Regions from separate parts of the Muntiacus reevesi genome. Here region 2 is linked to region 1. A link is a contact called in public Hi-C data. All regions are on one chromosome and are shown on one strand. Each heading gives the region's core, a stretch centred on a gene start, on an enhancer-like site or on the middle of the called end of the contact. The rest is flanking DNA. Distances are from core to core; before and after follow the strand shown.

Evidence for each region. A called contact is a pair of places that touch in the nucleus more often than the background predicts.
Region 2: a contact with region 1 is called in a Hi-C map of muscle, with 4 times the contacts expected there. The contact joins the promoter of LSM5 here to the promoter of NT5C3A in region 1. A contact is called at or near these places in 2 of 3 Hi-C or Micro-C datasets (blood and muscle).

What each region holds. Positions count from the first base shown.
Region 1 is chr6:60,477,744-60,483,043 of mMunRee1.1, forward strand. It overlaps NT5C3A (5'-nucleotidase, cytosolic IIIA), which reads left to right and starts at 3,086. Exons shown (of 9, transcript XM_065938596.1): 1 at 3,086-3,291. The coding sequence starts at 3,154.
Region 2 is chr6:60,719,232-60,724,531 of mMunRee1.1, forward strand. LSM5 (LSM5 homolog, U6 small nuclear RNA and mRNA degradation associated) reads left to right here and starts at 2,753. Exons shown (of 4, transcript XM_065939660.1): 1 at 2,753-2,893; 2 at 3,980-4,075; 3 at 4,950-5,047. The coding sequence starts at 2,848.

The DNA of each region.
Region 1 (5,300 bases), core at 1,836-4,335:
GGGTAAAGAATCTGCCTGCAGTGCAGGAAACACAGGAAATGTGGGTTTGATCCCTGGGTTGGGAAGATCCCCTAAAGAAGGAAATGGCCACTCACTCCAGTATTTCTTGCCTGAAAAATCCCATGGACAGAGGAGCCTGATGAGCTATAGTCCATGGTCACAAAGAGTCAGGCACGTCTGAGTGACTAAGCACAATAAAGTCTCTTAAAGTCCATCAATCACCATTTAGTTCCTTTCTATTCAAAGTGTAGTGTACAGGCCAGGAGCATCAGCAACACCCAAGAGTTTGTTAGAACTATGAACTCTTGGGACTTTCCTGATGGTCCAGTGGTTAAGGGGCTTGGGGAACTAGATCCCATATACCGCAACAAATATCGAAGATCCTGAGTGCCGCAACTAAGACATGGTGCAACCAAATAAATAAATAAATATCTTTCAAAAATAAGTGTGGAATCTTGGCCTCCCCCCAAACAACATCCCCAGGTGGTTCACATTCACCCTAATGTTTGAGAAGCACTGGTTGAACTAACACTTGATTTCCTCAGTAGATGATTCTTTATAGCAGGACTTCCCTCTTCTTTTTCCTAGGACCTCTGCCAAGTTATCTTCCAGGGCTTGAAAAAGACCATTACTCTTTAATCAAAGAGCTTTAATATAAGCTAAAAGTTGTCCAAAATCATTTGGTTTTTTGCTTTTGCAGGATAAGAAAGCAAAGCCCAGAGATGTTACATGACTCCTCTAAGTCACAGCTAATGACAACCTTTCTTCTGCATACTTTCTTCCTGCTCTTTAGGTTCTTGCATACTGTCACTATCCCACAACTTAATATGCAAAGAAATGAGAGAGTAAGTCTCAGTGGTGTGTTTTTAGTTTTGCTTTGGATTGTTTTAATTTTTAACAGCGTTAGTGGGCAAAGATCTTAAACCTACATCCACCAAATAGTTCTTCCTCACAAGAATACTACTTAACTAGTTCCAAGCCAAGACTATGCCAATAATCCTATCAGAGCAGAGTGTAAGGTTGTGCATAGCAAAAAGTCATAAATTTACATCAAATTCCTTCATATGTTCTTACCACCCCAACATCATATATCATTAAGGACAATAATTTACAGAAAAACAAAGATTTACATACTTAAACAGTTAAAAACAACAACAGAGGAATCAAACATATGGACTGATTGTAGCCAACATGTGTTTCCCAGTTCTACAAAAGGCATTCACGCACCCAGTGGTTAATTCCAGACTTGTTTTCTCACCAGATGCCTGCTCGGATAAGCTCTATTCCACCTTTCTAAGAACTCTCTTTCTACAAATTTCCCTTCAAGCAGAACAACTGCCAGGGTCCCAGGGCTGGAACAACTAGAGCAAGAGTGGAGGGTGCAGAGAAAAGCAACCCTTACTGCTCCCTCTTGTTCTCCTGTTCCAACTTTTTTCATGTCCTGGGCAAAGAGAGAGCCTCACCGAGTAGCACCGCCAGCTCCACAGAGTTGATGTGATCCCCCCAAGTAGCTCCCCTGCATCCCCTTCCTGTTATCCCTAGAGACGAGCAGGGGAAACTGCATCGATCCCTTGAAACTTGAAAGAGTCCAGGCAGGTGAGAACAAGTCATGCTACTCAGAAAGGAAAATGATGGAAGAGGCGATGATTGGAATTAGCAGAAAAAGAAAAAACACCTACTTTCTCTAGCCTAACTTCAAGCTGTCGCTGCGCTGTTGCCATAGCAACTTTTTAAATGTGTGTGGTATAAAACATATAAAATTTACCAACGTAGTTTTTAAAGGTATAGTACAGTAGTGTTAACTGTAGGCACACAGTTCTGCAACAGATCTCTGGAATTTTTCATCTTGCAAAACTGAAACAACTCACTACTCAGTTGAACGACTCCATCATTTCCTCTTCCTCAGACCCCACAACCACTATTATACTTTCTGTTTCTTAGAGTCTGACTACTCATAGAAGTAGAATAATGCAACTTGTCTTTGTTATGACTGGCTTATTTCACATATATGAGGTCTTCAAGATTGATTCGTGTTGTCAAATACTGCAGAATTCGCCTCTGTTTAAAGGTTGAATAATATTACTTTTGATGTATTTCCACATTTTCTTATCAGTTCATCTTTTGATGAACATTTCAGTTGCTTCCACATCTTGGCTATTGTGAATAGTGCTGCAGTGAACATGGGAGGGCTAAAATTTCTATGAGTGTCTCCTTTCGATTCTTTTGGATATATACCCTGACATAGGATTGCTGGATCATATGGTAATTCTGTTTTTAATTTCTTGAGGAATTTCCACACATTTTCCCACAGTGGCTGCACAAATTTACATTTCCACCAGCAGTGCACAAGGGTTCCAACTCTTCACATCCTCACCAACATTTTTAATTTTCTGGTCCTTTTGACAGTGGTTGTCCTAACTTGTGTGAAGTGATATCTCATTGTGGTTTTGACTTTCATTTTCCTGATGATTAATATTGATAAGTTTCATAAGCTTCTTTACCAATTGTCTATTCAAGTCTTTTGCCTATTGTTTAATGGGGTTTGTTGTTGTTAACATTTTTAACATAAACTGGATATTAACCCCTCGTCAGGTAAACGGTTTGCAAGTATTTTCTCATATCCTGTAGATCGCCTTTTACTCCCTTCTTTTGCTGCACCCTGCCGCTGGTCCTAGCACTCTGCAGCTAAGCTACTGCGCAAGTTAGATAGCAACGCCCCAGGTGCCTTCTGGGGGTTGTAGTCCTGAGTGTCAGAGGAGGGTGGAAGGCCGAGGATTATTTTTGAGTGACGGTTGGCATCAAATTTCTAGTGGGCGGGGCTGGAATGAACCACTGCCTGGTCCTTATTAGCAGAGAGAGAGAGATTTAGTTCAGTTCCCCTTTTCTGTCCTTGAGCAGTTCCTCTGACCCAGATTCTGAGAAGGCCCTCTTCCCCTCCTTGGCTTTCGGTGCAGGCAGGTTCCTCCAGCTGCCTCCTGCTTCCCGCCGCTGGGCCCTCGTGGGTGGGGCCTCCCTGAGGGCGGGACTCGTGCAGGGGGCGGGGCTCGTGCAGGAGGGGCGGGTCGCCCGGGCTTGTCCACCGGCCGGCGTTTCTGAGGCCGGTAGCCATCCAGCGACGTCTTCTCGAACTGCGAGGCAAAGGAGGCCAGGTCCATGGATCGAGCGGCGGTGGCGAGGGTGGGCGCGGTAGCGAGCGCCAGCGTGTGCGCCCTGGTGGCGGGGGTAGTGCTGGCCCAGTACATATTCACCTTGAAGAGAAAGACAGGCCGGAAGACCAAGATCATCGAAATGGTGAGTGTGGGGGCCCGTCGTGCCGGGGCGCGTGAGGGGTCGGGGTGGTTCGTCCGGCCTCGCCTTCCCGCGCCGACCGCTGCTGGAATGCTGGGGGCCCACTGGGGACCCGTTCGTCCCGCCTGGGGCGACCCAGCGGGCCCGATGACCTGGTCTGGACCCTTGACGGCGGCGCTCGGCTTCCCGTGGGTTTAGTTATATCTCTGAAACAAAAAGGCAGCAAATAGGTAATTCGGAAAAAAAACTACCTCCCACAGCAACACCAGTGTTTTCAAGAAATGGAAGTTCCTGGGGATGTTTCGCCCTCCTCTTGGCAACCCGGATCAAAGACCGTTGCAACCATCCAGTTCTGATGGTGGTTTTTGCACCGTGGCAAGGATGTGCTTGGTTATGACAAGGTGTAACTTGTCAGTGGTTAATTAAAGAAATGACAGTTAACCCAGCTGGAGTTCAGAATAGTTTATTTTGTATTTGCAATGTTACCCCTCCTGTCTCAGAACTGCTGGGAAGTATCTTTGTGTTCATTTTTTTCCCCCCACCAAACCTCTTACATAACGTTTTAGAAATTTATTTCCAATTTTATTGTAAGACAGTATTTGAATAATTCCATTTGAGGTGCTTTATAGGCAATATTTGCTCCAAAGTTGGGGATGTTTTGTGTTTTAATTAGAGCCCTCTCATCAAGACAGTTTTCTCAGCAAGTTGCATTCTTTGGTACTTTCTGGAGTGAACAGTCCTGTGTATACTCCCAATAAGGTACTACACACATGAACTTCTAGGATCTAGTATTGACAGATCAGTGACAGCTTACCACTATACTAAATAATATAATTTTAGGTTCATATACTGAGAATACTTAGCTTCAACTATATGTTCTAATTGAGCACAGAAACTATTTGTCCCAATCTTTGCTCTTGGCCCTGGGTTGAATACAAAAATATTGTTTCATAAATAAAAGTTAAAAATGTTAATTCCTCACATGTTTCTTATGCCAATAGTTTTGGTTATTGCTAGGATTAAATTAGTCTTGGATTATTATTGCGTAGTCTTTTCTCCATTTCTGTACTCATAAGAGCAGATGTTAATCTCAAAATTTTCATTTTGTTTATGTTGCTATCCTGCATAGAAAACATTGGTGGCTTCCTTTTGTTACAAACCAAAAATGTATAATATATATGTGGTGGGGGAACCCACATTGCCATACCTACTTGTATGTACTTGGACTGTGCATTGGTCTATCACTTCTCTTCTAAACCAAGTAGAGGTAAAAAAGTCAATGCTTTCACAAAATCCACAATGAAGCCGCTATCTTTAAATATACATAATATGTAATATTAATTCAGGCATAAGGACAAGTAGTATTCTGGCTGCAGCATAATATACAGACGTGTATTTGGAAGGAAGAGATAGGGAATGTGGACAAGGAGACAAAATTGTAAAGGAATGTTGTAAAGCCATTCCAAACAGTTTGCCCTTTATTTTTTAGGCAATGGGGAGCCATCAAAGGTGGTTGGACAGGATAATTGCATGTTCAAAAGTTTATTTTATAAAGATCACTTATATTAAGGTGAAAGGGGAGGGCCTGGAAAGAAGGAAATAATTCAGGAGGATGCTGGCGGTATTCCTTGTGAAAGATGATTAGAGCCTAGACTAGAAAATGAGAGCTCAGAGGATGAACACTTCAGAGATAAAATCAACAGGACTTGGCAATACAAACTCTGGACTCATGCAAACCTAACTTTGAATCTAGGCTTTCTCATTTATCAAGCTATGTGATCTTGGGCCGGTTTTTTAACTTCTCTGACTCTGTTCACCTATTAATTGGAAGATAATAATACTACCTACTTCATGGGGTAGTTATGAAGTTACATGAATAACACAGTGGGCATAATTGCTATCATTTTGAGCTTTTCATTATTTAGGATCATTAAAGAGATTAATCACATTGTGGGGATTGCAAACTAAATGGTAATAATGGCTATATTATTAGCCAAGATCAAAAAGGAGAG
Region 2 (5,300 bases), core at 1,503-4,002, 240 kb after region 1:
TTGGTGAGGTCTCCAAAGAGTTGGACAGGACTGAGTGACTTTCATTTCCATTTTCTTCTTATTAATAGAACATACTTTCTGTGATTCAGTAGAATTGTTTTAATGCTAATAATACTGTGGAAAAACTTCAAGTTGTTGCTACTATTTCTTTTCTGTATTACAAAATTTTTGGCACTGACTCAGAACTGTGTGTGAAACTATAACATTCCCTGTATACAGAATATATATGTTACTGTTTTCTCCCATCTGCTTTGACATTTTCCACAATTAGCCTAGCTAAAATTGAAGTGAAATTGAACATTTTTTTTAAAAGGATGAAAGGTCAGGGCATCTTAGAACTCTGTGTAGTGAATGCCAACTCTTTACTTTGTTGTGTAGGAGACCCCAGTGATAGCAATATAAAATCTGTATCAGAACTTTCCTGGTGGCCCAGTGACTCAATGCAGAGGGCCCGGGTTTGATCCTGGTCAGGGCCCACTCCAGTATTTTTGCCTGGAAAATCCCATGGACTGAGGATCCTGGTAGGCTACAGTTCATGGGGTGGAAAGAGTCGGACACAACTGAGCGACTTCACTTCACAGGGAACTAGATCCCACATGCCACAGTATGGCACGTCTAAAGATCTCAAGTGCCACAGATAAGGCCCAGCATAGCCATACCCCCCAAATCTGTTATATTTTGCATGCTAGGGTCTCCAACTAAGATGAAATCATTTCTTCATAACCATTATTTGCTTAAATGCTTAAAAAATATGTCATTTAAAATAATACTGTAAACAAAGAAGATATGTCAGAGGGAAAACTGGGAGAGAAAGTAAGCAAGGGAATTTCTAAAATTTTTTCCATCTCTAATTATACAGACTGGTCCATTTAACAATTTAACAACTTTACATTAGTTTTTAATGAGTTCTATTAATATAAAATACACTAATTAGCAACATATTGTCTACAAGGACACATTAAGGGAAAATAGGAATTTCTCCTTTATTTTAAAAAAGTGTTTGAAAGATCAAGATTGGAAATAGCAATTTGAGATAATGAAATACTTCCTGAACATTATTTTGAAAGGAAAAATTTGCTTATATTTTATGATGAAATTTATCTCCAGGGAAAAAAGTAGAAATGTCTTTCTGAACATACAGTAGAAGAGCTTCTTTTAGTTATAATATGTGTTATGATAAATTATAAGTTCTATTTTATATCTGCTCTGTAAGTAAGAACCAGGAGAAAAACCCTGGAGACAGAGCCATGATACGTTTTCAAATTCATTTGGAATTGGCCTTGTTTCTTTTAGTGTCTTGCCTCAGGAAAGAACTCAATAGAATAAAAACACCTCTTCCTGCAATCCCCATTAACTACTGTGTAAACAAATTGTATCACCTTTTTCAGAGTACAAGACCTCCTTTATTCTTCATCAGTAGTGCTGAATATTGCTAATGTTAATTTGATTTCTGTAATGGAAAGCAAAATACTGACTTAAAGCTTATTTTCTTAAACTTTGAACTCTATCAGGTAGCAACAATGCCTTGAACTTGGTTCCTATTCGCATTATGGTGTGGTGAAAAAGAAACAAAAATAGATATAGGAAAAAGAAAAATTTTGGCATTACTTTGTCTTGCCAGAGAATGATGTGACGATTGACTAAAGATCCCTGAAGTTAAAAGAGGACTCTGCTTTACATATTAAATTTCACGTGCGTTGTACATAATGCTTGCTAGTTGTCTTTCTCCCCCATTTGTCCTTTAGCTCCTATAAGGGCAGAAGACATTGTAGTTCTGTTCTTTACAGTATTTTATTTTTTACACTATTTTATATTAAGCAAAATGCCAATGTTCAACTAAAGTATTTGTTCGATGAATGAATGATTGGTGCTTTACAGCCATTGTTGTGTGAATGAATGATGTTCTTCCTGGCCTCTCCTGCTTAAACTCTTCAGCTTTAAGCTCCTCAGATATAAACAAATAGACTAACGCAGAAAATTTGTTCGCTTTTTCTTTTCAAAACAGATGTGTAAAAGCACCAAGGTTTCCTAAATGTGATGTTATTAACATAGAGTGACATCTGGTGGTTGCCTGTTAGACTCTGGAAGAAATAGTGTATACAGAAAGTGTATACTAGACTCCTAGAAATTATAAGATTAAAAAGGACAATTCAGTTCAGTCGCTCAGTCTTGTCCGACTCTTTGCGGCCCCATGGACTGCAGCACACCAGGCTTCCCTGTCCATCACCAACTCCTGATAGTAGAAGATAGAAAACAGTAGAAATGGAAAAAATATAAAAAGTAGAATAGAAAAAAGGAAAATAAAACGATAGTAGAAAATAGAAAACATACTTAAAATTTCCCCCTCGCCCAGAAAAGTTTTTTTTTTAATGTTAGTTGTGGGTTTTCAAATCATCAAACTTTTAAAAGAAGCGGTAGATTTTTTTTTTTTTTTTTAACGAAAATTGCAACACAATGAATCGGTGGCGGGAAAATAAAATTTATTGATACTGGTCGAAGAAAGATCCTGGGTTGATATGAGACACAGCTTGATGGGGGAAATAAGACAGCACAAACGTTTTCGTTTCGCAAAGTCTTCCTGATTAGAGGAATACCTTATTTATAAGACTGGAGATCTCTAAAGTCTCTTGGAAGTTTGGAGAGGAGGGTACCTGTGGAGAACGTGGAACGCTCAGTCAACAGAAACACTGAGAATCTCACTGCAGGATAAGGAAGTGGCTGGATCCCCTCGATCGCACTCTCGGCCTCAGATTGGTCGAGCCTGCCCGGGCAGGAAAAAAGCGGAAGCGCGCTCTTTCAAACTCGCCGTTCCGACGTCGATAGAGGCAGGCCACTTCCGGCGTAGGCATGGCGGCTAACGCTACCACTAACCCGTCACAGCTGCTTCCTCTAGGTAATTTTTGTCTTGGGGAGCCGGGGTGGGTAGCTGAAAGTTAGGGTTGGGGCCGAAGAGCAAGGCAGCCCATGGCCGAGTGTTAGAAAAATGTAGCTTTCTCCGCCGCTCTCCTCTAGGCTCCTAGTCCCTGCGGCTTCAGGCCGCCCACTTCTCTTTGGCGTGTTGGGGTTTTCTTGAGGCAGGGATTTTTGACTCCCCAAACCTTCACCGGAAAGGTTCACTCTTGGTGAATGTGTCGTCGGCCTTCTTTGTTGTGCGCTCGCCTTTATAGTAGTGGGTAGCATGCCCATTCCGCAACCGTGCATTTAAAGTGCCCAGATTAGATCCTGTCTGGCTGGTTTTTGAGAGAGGCACTCGGGTCTGGAATGAGCCTTTAAAGAGGCCTCTGGAAACGAGCTCTTGTTATTCATTTATTTAGCAAACAATTACCGCGCATCTGTGCACTAGACATTGTGATTGGGCATTATTCAACAAATTTAAATCACGACCATTACCTTCAGATAGCATACAAACCAGTGTAGGAGACAGGATACGGGGCAGACGTAGACTTATGACAAGAAGGAATCCCTGGTAAAGACAGTTATGCCTTTTTCTTCTTAATGTTTTATACTTGAAGGGTTATCGAGTTAGTGGATGCGGCAGTGATTGTAAAGCTTTTTTCCTTCCTCGAACAAACTCTTCTGGATGACCAGTACATTTCGGGCACTGTCCGTTGGGGATACATTGATGAGTAAAAACAACCACCTCTCAGTTCTCTTGGAGCTTAGAGTCAAGAGGGGCGTTCATATGTTAATCAGATAATTAAAATAACATTAAACCGCAACCATGATAAATTGCTACAAAAGAGGCATAAGTGGAGAACAGGGAAAACTTTCCTGTTAATAGAATGACTGAAATATGTAATATAAGGTCTAAAGTTTTTAAGTGAATACTTTTCCTGGCTTATCTTTTGACCATATGCACGTAATAAGTGTCAGTAGGCACTCAAATATTTGTTAAAGTTATGGATGCGCAAACTAATCTTTTCTCTCTCCCACCACCCCCCCCCCCCCTTTTTTTTTCCCTTAAAAAATATATCCGTAGAGCTTGTGGACAAGTGTATAGGATCAAGAATTCACATTGTGATGAAGAGTGATAAGGAGATTGTTGGCACACTTCTGGGATTTGATGACTTTGTCAGTATCCTTTTTAAAGGTGGTTGTATGGGTTTTTCTTCAGTATTTTTTAAAAAGAACTATAGACTATCAGTACTTACCAATTATTACAATAAAAATTAACTTATCTTCATGGAAATTGTGATAGTGTTTTAAGGGGTGTGGTACTGAACGGTGAAGTTCCTACCAATTGCAAGCAGCTTGCATTTGAGCCATTATATTCAGTGTTATAATTAAAACTGAACAAAGACATAAGCCAGAGTAAATTTTAATTTGGTATGTTTAGTTTCTTAACACCAAATTTCAGATATGGTATTGGAAGATGTCACTGAATTGTGAGTAGTGTTAAAATTAAAGAATGGGTAGGGGGAATCTCTGTGTTTGATTTAAGGCAATTTTAGTGCTGTTGAGTCAGTAAAAGGATGTAGGAGAGAACACTGCCTGTTTGAATTACTCTAAAGATGGAGAGTTTACCTACTGATGTTAGTAAAATTGGATTGGAGGATTATTACCTTAATGTAATTGTCACTAATTGCTGGGAAGTTAGTGGAGACAAAGGTTTAAGGTAAAAGCAGCCAGGGATCTTAGGGCTCCATTCAAATAAAGGAACTGATAATAAAAGCATTTAATGTTTTCAATTAATTACAACTTATGTGTATATATATGTAAACGTTTTATTTCCTATTTGATCTCGTTGGCAAGTTTCAGTTTTTTAGATGAAGATGTGCACTAGGGGATATGGGTCTTTGGCCAGTAAGTCCACTCTGTTGCCTTTGGAGAATTGACATCACCGGGGGGATAACCTTCTCTCTAGAAGGTGTTTGTACAGTTCATGTATATATAATAACTAACCTTTTGGCAGATCAAAATGTTGGCTTTGACTATTACTCTTTATCCTGACTTTTTGAAAATCTTTTTGTTTAGTGAAATCACACCAGAAGGAAGAAGAATTACTAAACTAGATCAAATTTTGCTAAATGGAAATAATATAACAATGGTAAGACAGTGAAGGTCTTTTATTTAGATGTTAAGCCATCTTTGTGGAGCAGGGATTACAGAACTACATGCTCTCTACCCAGCGGTGCTTAGGATGTGAAGGGAATGCTCTGTTGATCAGGGTTCTGTGGCCAAACTGTTGACAATGGCATTAGGCCTAAGATTAGTTTGCTTATGCATTTTATTTTATGTATTTAAAAAAAATTTTTTTTAATTTATTTGGCTGCATTAGGTCTTAGTTGCATCACGAAAGA